2 separate regions of the Drosophila melanogaster genome follow, and region 1 is linked to region 2. A link is a contact called in public Hi-C data. All regions are on one chromosome and are shown on one strand. Each heading gives the region's core, a stretch centred on a gene start, on an enhancer-like site or on the middle of the called end of the contact. The rest is flanking DNA. Distances are from core to core; before and after follow the strand shown. Region 1 overlaps SKIP (Shal K[+] channel interacting protein). Region 2 overlaps SKIP (Shal K[+] channel interacting protein).

Region 1 (3,949 bases), core at 91-2,590, 100 kb before region 2:
TTGCATTTAATAGAAGCGGAGCGGCGGCGCACCATCTTCCATCTAACCCGATCCAAAGAGCAAATAGAAATAACAAAAATTAAGCAAAAATGTTTGCTACGTTCCGAAATATGTATTTCCCTTTTCCCATTTCCAGTTTTACAGAACGGTAACAACAGCGACGCATGTCACCATCAAATAAATCACTAAACGCTGTGACAGTGTCAAATGTCAGGAGACAAGGGGCGTTGGCGGGGCGGCTAGGGATAAGGGATTGAAGGGTGCTGCACTGGGAGAAAATCTGATTCAAATGGTAGCTATTCATAGCATGTATGATCCCACTTCATTGCAAGCTTTGCCAAGCCCAGCCAATGCCATCTACCATCTATGTATATTCATTCATTCTCTAAAAAATATATTTTTTATTATATTTTTATTTTCCTCAGTGCTAGTGAAATCCGAACCGCTGCGGATGTTGTCTCAGTTGGTAGGCGCGCAAGGGGACAATGACCGCTCATCCACCCAACTACTGGGCCAGCCACCCACCTTCACCCTTGGCGCACCACCCAACACCCAGCACCCTGCACCCACCGCCCCTCGCCTTAACCCCCTGTTGCCGTGCTGCGTCACTTCATTGTTGACATTTAACGTGTTCGTGTTTGGCGTGACAAGTGACATGCTGTGCCTGTGCCTGTGCCGCTTCCACTCCAACTGCCTCCGTATTTTATCCAGCGACTGTTTTCCCCGGCCAGCGACCAACTGTTGAGGTTGGGTTCGCGTTCGGGTCCCGAAAAAGGGTTGATGTACGTACAAAAACGTTGGCTGGGTACAAAAGGTAGCGTATAATTGCATAAATATGCAAATTAGTGAGCCAAAGAGGGGCGGGGATGGGTGGCCCGCCTTGACGCATTGTCGCCCCCAATGTCAACGAGTGTCGCCAGACAGACAGACAGCTGCCGCTCACCTCCCGCTCTCGACGCTCTCCCAGCATTCATAACACGCACCGCTAGCCGCCCAACCACCCACTCGTTACACACCCGTTACCGTTGCCGTTACAGTTACCTCAGGATGTGCGAGGCGCTCGAGCAAAAATCTATAGCATACTTTGCAGTTGCAGCCAAGTGCATAAGACTGCACAAACCGTTGGGGTCGCAAAAATAGCGCTCTACAAATCAAACTTTTTTGATAGTGCAATCAAATCTTAATAAAATGTAATAATGCCCGGATTTGTTGCAACACTATATTACTTAATATATTTGTGGTTTCAGCCTTTATTGCTATTATTCTGACCACCTCTGTACTTGCAAGCATATCAATGCTCAACAAAAAGAGGGTGACAAACGGAAAGGCATGAGGGGTTGCCAGCAGCCGTTGGCATTTTCCATTGAACGGAAATGTGTCTAATTTCAATACAAAGTGACTTGGCAAAGGAGGGAGAACTGGGACAGATGCAATGGCTCGTTTGTTTCTCTCTTCAATTGCAATAGCTATCGCAATCGCAATTGCACTAACAAGCGACACATGAAAACGCAGACACATACGCACTCAGAAAAGGATATAAAGAACAAAAAAAAAAAAAAAAAAAACCCCTGGCATTACCTTCATTTGGCAACAGTTTTCATTTCCATTTCACTGCACAAAGTGCTCTCGCCCTCCAGTTACAAAGTTTTCTTTTAACCCTTGAGAGAAATATTTTTGCAGGCAAGAATAAACAAAATGTTATTTATTGAAAATTGTTATAGACTTGCCCGGCCAGACAAGTATCTTAATTTTGTTGCCAAGTTCCAAGTTCCAAGGCAGCTTAAAGGCAGGGAATTTTCATGTTCTTTTTAGTTATTTTCATTTTTCGTTTATACTTCAAGTTTTTTTTTTCTGCTAGTGGATCGAAACCCCTTGAAAGCACTTCTGGTCCCAACGGTGGGAACAGGGGACAGGGCAACATTATGACAAAATGTGCATTTAAGTGCAACATTTATGTAAAATGTGCGTCTGGCAAGTTTCGCCTTTAAAATATGCACAAACATCCTTCGCCTGCACAGGGGGCACTTCGAACTGGGAACTCGTTGGGTAAGACGTTGAAAAAGCGCAGCTCAAGTTGGTGACGAGCATTTTGTAAGCACCGAATTGTGGGCTGGGGCAAAATTGGGGATTGGCTGCCATTTGCCTTCGCAAAAGTTCAGAAATTAAGTTTGCTGACAAACGTTTGTTCGGCAAAATTTCAGAAGGAACCGGCCGAGGGAGGTGGCAACTTTGCCAAGGCATTTCTAAACTTAAATAAGCGCAACTTGCTACCCGGGGTACATGGGGCACATGTGCAGCTCACCGACTCTTTCTCGTCCCCAGTTTGGGGCAACTTTTCTAATGCAATTAATTTCTGCACTCAACGAGGCGGCCGGAGCAGGAATGTGGGCGTGGACATGGCTATGGGTATGGGTATGGGCGTGGCAAGGACCTTCCTGCGACTGGGCAAAAGTTTTTGGCGGCGTCGCTCTCTGTGTTTTTCGCACCCAAGTTGGCACAACGCACAAATTAGTGTGGCAGCAGCATGTGGCATATTGCCTCGTCCCTCCTTCTACGTCCTTCCGGAATAAGACCCCTCCCCACTGCCTCACCCAAAATTCTAACCATAATGCATGTCATAATGGCTGCAACTTTGGCGCGGCCTTCGTTCGCCAGCAAATTTGTCACACGCACAAATTGTTGAGTCCCACCAGCCTTTCCTTCTTCTATTTGATGTAATTTAAATTTTTAATTAGGCACACAAATTGTTTTTGGCGGTTTGGCAAATCTCTGACAGATTTCCAGCGCTTGTCTGCGAAATGATAATGAAAATGTTTAAATATTTACCACAATTTGTAACGACAATCACACAGACTTACAATAAACACAGAGCGTAGCACATACATACATAAAGTTTACGTTTCCGGTGAGGATTGTTAGTGGGAATGGACACAATTCTAAACTACATTAAAAACGATGGAAATTATGAAAATCTGATACAATGAATGCGGGTAATGAAATAATGATTGAATGAAGGAATGTCAAACTCTGAACGGATGATGTGCACAAAAGAGAGCAAGGAAACATTGATGGAACATCGATTGAAATTTCAGGACATGATGCAGGCTTCAGACACTTACCTAAAACGAGAAGAAAACAAGAGGAAATTAGTAAATTGAATATCTCCGATAATTTAAGGCTGACTTATTATCTATGCTGCTTTCTTTTCTTTTCTTAATCACTATTGATAGCTTGCGAGATCTCCTTTTAAGCCCAAAATCTCCAATTAAAAATTGGTCAATAAATTCGTATTTTCCAATCATATGCCGCATAAATCTGCCAGTCGTAATTGGCTTTATCTGTAGCCGATAAATAATAAATATCACTTTTATAATTAACTCTTCTTGTGTTTCTTGTCAATTTCCCGTGCCACTGAAACTCATATTTGCTTAAAATTATGAAACAAAATCGTTTGCATGCCACAAAATATTTGCGTGTTAAATGAAAAACAAGCAAATCAGAATCGCCGCCTGGAAAATGTACATTTGCAATCCCAATCCGAATCCCGATCCCAATACCAAAATCCAATTCGTGCTAGACAAAAATATTTGCCTTGCATTGCAGCGGGTTAAATCTCGTTTATTTTGAGCTCTACGTTTTTGTTTCAGAGTTTTGGAACATTTTTATTCGGAGTGTGTTGTTTCGGGTATTTGTTGTTTGGTTTGCGGTTTCTGCGGGCGGCATTTATATCATATTTTTCTCTGTTTTTTTTTTTTTTTTTTTATACTTTTGGTCCGGGCTCTACGATTTTGTTTTTTTCTTGTTTGCGGCCTGGCTGCGATGTGTGTGTGAAGTTGGCAGGAAATGCGCTGGCGGCGATACAGCGTTTCAATTCGTGTATGTTAATATTTATGTTTTGATTTCAAACAACGCCACCTCTGAAATATTAATGAAATACAAACAGAATGTT
Region 2 (3,735 bases), core at 859-3,358:
TGCCCAGCATTTCTAGCATTAAGTTCTCGAAGGCCAGGGCATATGACACTTTTGTAAATTGTTTTTGCTTAGTATAGCTTAACTTAAGTATTAATTTAAATGTATTTAAATATCATTTTATGACATTTCCAAGTTCCTAATCTGCATAATAATAACCTCTTAAGCCAAAGCTAATTCTTTTTAAAAGTTAAATTCGATACTTCATTTCCCCAAAGCCCTTTAAAAGTACCCCATAAATTTTACGATTCACCCAAAACAAACACGAAAGTCTAAATTAAACTTTCAGTTCATCAATTTGCTCGTGAAGTGAAAGTGTATCCCCCAAAACGACTAATCCCAGGCGACTCTCAACGCTGCATTATGCTTTCTATGTGCAACAACAAAAATCGGCCCGCTTGCATTATTTGTTGTATTCCTTCATTTCTGTTTTTCGAACGGACTCAAACCTCCGCCCTGAAGGCTAAAACTCGACAAAAAAAAAAAAAAACAGAAAGAAAAAAAACAAAATGCAAGCAGAGTTTGTTCAACTTTTTTGCATGTTTATATTTGCTGTAAGCATTATTTTTTTGTACCTCTCCTTTTCGATGCACACTAAAACCAGTTGCATGAAAGGGGTAACAAACAAGCAGAGCAATAGAAACCAAATAGTGGAATTTCTATATTCCAGCGCAAAGTGCATTGAGGCATGCAGCTGGAATTTCAGTGGCATAAAGGATGGATGACGAAATGCCAAATGCATAATACATAGCAGGCGGGAGAATCCCATTCGCCGGTCTCCAAACCCTTCATGCTCTATAACTATATTTATTTTTTATGCCGCTCAACTGCAAAATTGTGTCAAAATCGGATGCTGTTACTGTGGGGCAAAATGCAAAATGTGGGGGAAATGCTGAGAGGGTACGTGCAGTCGCCTTTTTGTTGGCCCGCATCAACTTAAAAATGTACACAAAAGGCTCCGTGTAAAAATTTATGAACCTGGCTGGGCAATTTTCTAACGTACCTGGCAATTTAACGGTAAAGTGTAAATTTCATTTAATTTGACAGCCGCAGATTGAAACCTCGAGCAGTTAATAAAGTTGCACCGGCCAATGCACCAGTAATATCAGCTGCAGTTGCAGCAAACTGCAGCAGCATCAGCGAACGCCGCAACAACAGCAAAACTAATTAGTCCAAAGGCCCCGCAGTAGATCAACAAACTCACCTAGAACGAATAAAAAATAAGAGAGAAAAAAGGAGTCATGAAGGCAAAGATGATTTAATAAGCAATTAAATTATTCTAATAAATGTAAGCCAGCGGGTCTGAGCAAAGGAGCAGGGCGTATTGCAGGAAGAGGGCCACAAGAAATTGCACATAAAATTGCAATTTTCCAGCAAATTCATAATACAACAAAAAGAAAACAGAAAAAAATTATACAAAATTAGGCCGCAGGCTGGGGAGTGAGAAAAAGATAGGGCAAACGAGATGGTTAGATACAGTTTTCCGCGAACGTTAAAAGACTGTGGCAACGAAGCTGGGCGATGGAAAAATATCTCACTCTAATTATAAGTAAACAACTCTGTAAAAAGAAACCTTCAATATTAACAGTGCAGTTTAAGTGCTGATAGTATAAATTAATGATGTATTATTATTGTTTTCTTTGCCGTAAATTCCTCATCCAAATTGCTCTGGTTTATCTATTTGGCTGAGATATAAATAATAAAGTTCATTTGCGGATAATCAATATTGTTCGGTTACTTGCTACATATTTCGATCCTCTGACTGATCAACAATCTGCAAACCAACAAATCTGGACTTACATCGCCGAAACGCACTGCCCCTTAGCTCAGCGGGAGCGGGAATCAACAGCTGCCAAACAGTCCGCACTCATCGTCATCATTGTCGGCGTCAGCTGAGAGCTGAGATGGCAACAACTCAAGTGGCATCCATCCAGCGGTGGCAGCTTCAGCTCCCAGTTCCCAACTCACAGTTTCCAGCTCCCAGCAGTCCAACTAATGCCATCAAGCCTGATGCATATAGTGATTAGAGTGGACGTTACCCGGCCCAGTGCTTCCTCGCTTCCTTCCTCGGATGCATCGTCATCATCGACTTGCTGCTGCTGCTGCACTTGAAGTAGAGATGTTGCTGGTGTGCCTGCTGTTGCAGATGCTGCTGCTTCTACGGCTGCTGCTGCCGCTGCTGATGATGACGATAAGTGCAGTTTGCAGCGTAATAGAAAAGTTGCCACGATGTGCGTATGTGTGTGTGTGTGTGTGTGTTACTGATGATAATGATAGATAAGTGTGCGCCAAGTGCACTACGTAACTTACTCTAACTTCAAAAGCTATCAGCAGTTAAATCGAAAAGCAGTAAGCCAAGCTCAGTGGAGCCAGCGGGCAAGAACTGTAAATGCTGCGCTGCTTAATGACAAGAGCGCCAACTAAGTTGCACTGGCAGGAGCGGCAGCAGCTGGGAATGGGACCTCTATGCGATGTGGCACCCAGCGAAGGTTACACTCAGAGAAAAAATGGTTTCATTTATGCATTCAGTACACATCTGTCTTGCAAAATTCGATTTCAAAATATATACTATTTGAAGTTCGATACTTAATAAGATGCATGCATCTTTTTTTGGTAACAATCATTTTTAACAAAAGACTGATATTCTCTTTCGTTCGCTTTATTACGCAATTTTTGTTCTGGTGCAGATCCTTGAGTTGCTCCTTCTGCTGAACTGCTCCTGCATCATTAGCAATTGTGGGCCGTCCAAGGCGTGGGGCATGAGAAATATTTGCTATAAATGCATGCAACATTAAGTAGAACGCATTTTTTGCAGGCAGCCAGGGAGCAGCAGCATCTGCAACCTGATGACGCCACACGCCACTTCACTTGGCTGCCTCGCGTCGCTGTTGCTGCGCTGCTGCCACTTCTTGTTGCTGTTGCAGTGTTGCTGCTGCTGCGGCGTTGCTGTTGTGCCTTTTCACAGCTCAACGCTTGCGCACATTTGGGGAGCCTGAGAAAAGGGTTCATCTTTGGCCCTTCTGTGTGCCTTGCGCCGTTTGCTTTATTTCTTTCCCAGAATCTTGACGGCTATTAAGGAGCAAATAGCAACAGCAAAAACAAAGCACAAAAAAAAAAATGCTGTAAAATAAAATTATTATTTTCTTTTCGTGCTCATAATTTGTGCCGCTGCTTCTTTGGCCTCAATTAGTAAAAGACTTTTCCTTATTACACTTTTAGCCTTGCCCAGCGCTTTTCCCGTTCACAGCAGTAGTTGTTCCTTCCTCAGCAGTAAATTAAGTTACGACTTTATGCTGCATATTAGGAGCGGGAAAGGAGGGTCAGAAGATATGGTGGTAAAAACGCTGAATGCTCTTGAGGGCGGGCCGCCATTAAATATTTATATTATTGCCTACGTAATTGCGGAATAACGAGTAATTAGAAAATAACTATCATAATTATTTTTTTAATGGCCAGCACACTTTATCTGCAGCAAGGGATTTGAGCAATATTCTATTCAGCATCGCAGCTATACCTCTTTTTTTTATCTCTCAGAAAACGTTTGTAATCACGGCTCTTAAGTTTTTAAAACTATATATGTATCCTCTTCCATTTAAGTTTGATGGTCCTTGTTGAGTTAAATTTTTTATTTCCCCTTAACAATCAGTTAATTTTATTATAGGCCATGATTCATGCGCTGCATATTCAGCTTTTATGACTTAGCCATTGAGATCAACGCCCACTGCCAAGGACTTCCTT

The links. A called contact is a pair of places that touch in the nucleus more often than the background predicts.
Region 1: a Hi-C map of the OSC cell line shows a contact between it and region 2, with 2.8 times the contacts expected there. The contact joins two enhancer-like sites. A contact is called at or near these places in 6 of 107 Hi-C or Micro-C datasets (the OSC cell line, the PNm cell line, central nervous system and 3 more).

Annotation. Positions count from the first base shown.
Region 1 is chr3R:22,257,647-22,261,595 of dm6, reverse strand. The region is part of intron 4 of SKIP (Shal K[+] channel interacting protein); the gene reads right to left. Among named protein-coding and RNA genes, the nearest start is that of mir-1010, 33 kb to the left of the region's middle. Within about 2 kb of position 1,340, at least 18 of the 39 cell types and tissues checked have an H3K27ac peak or open chromatin away from gene starts, as enhancers often do. A contact at or near this core is called in embryo and larval brain, where this site is marked.
Region 2 is chr3R:22,157,359-22,161,093 of dm6, reverse strand. The region is part of intron 3 of SKIP (Shal K[+] channel interacting protein); the gene reads right to left. Among named protein-coding and RNA genes, the nearest start is that of SKIP, 25 kb to the right of the region's middle. Within about 2 kb of position 2,108, at least 17 of the 39 cell types and tissues checked have an H3K27ac peak or open chromatin away from gene starts, as enhancers often do. A contact at or near this core is called in embryo and larval brain, where this site is marked.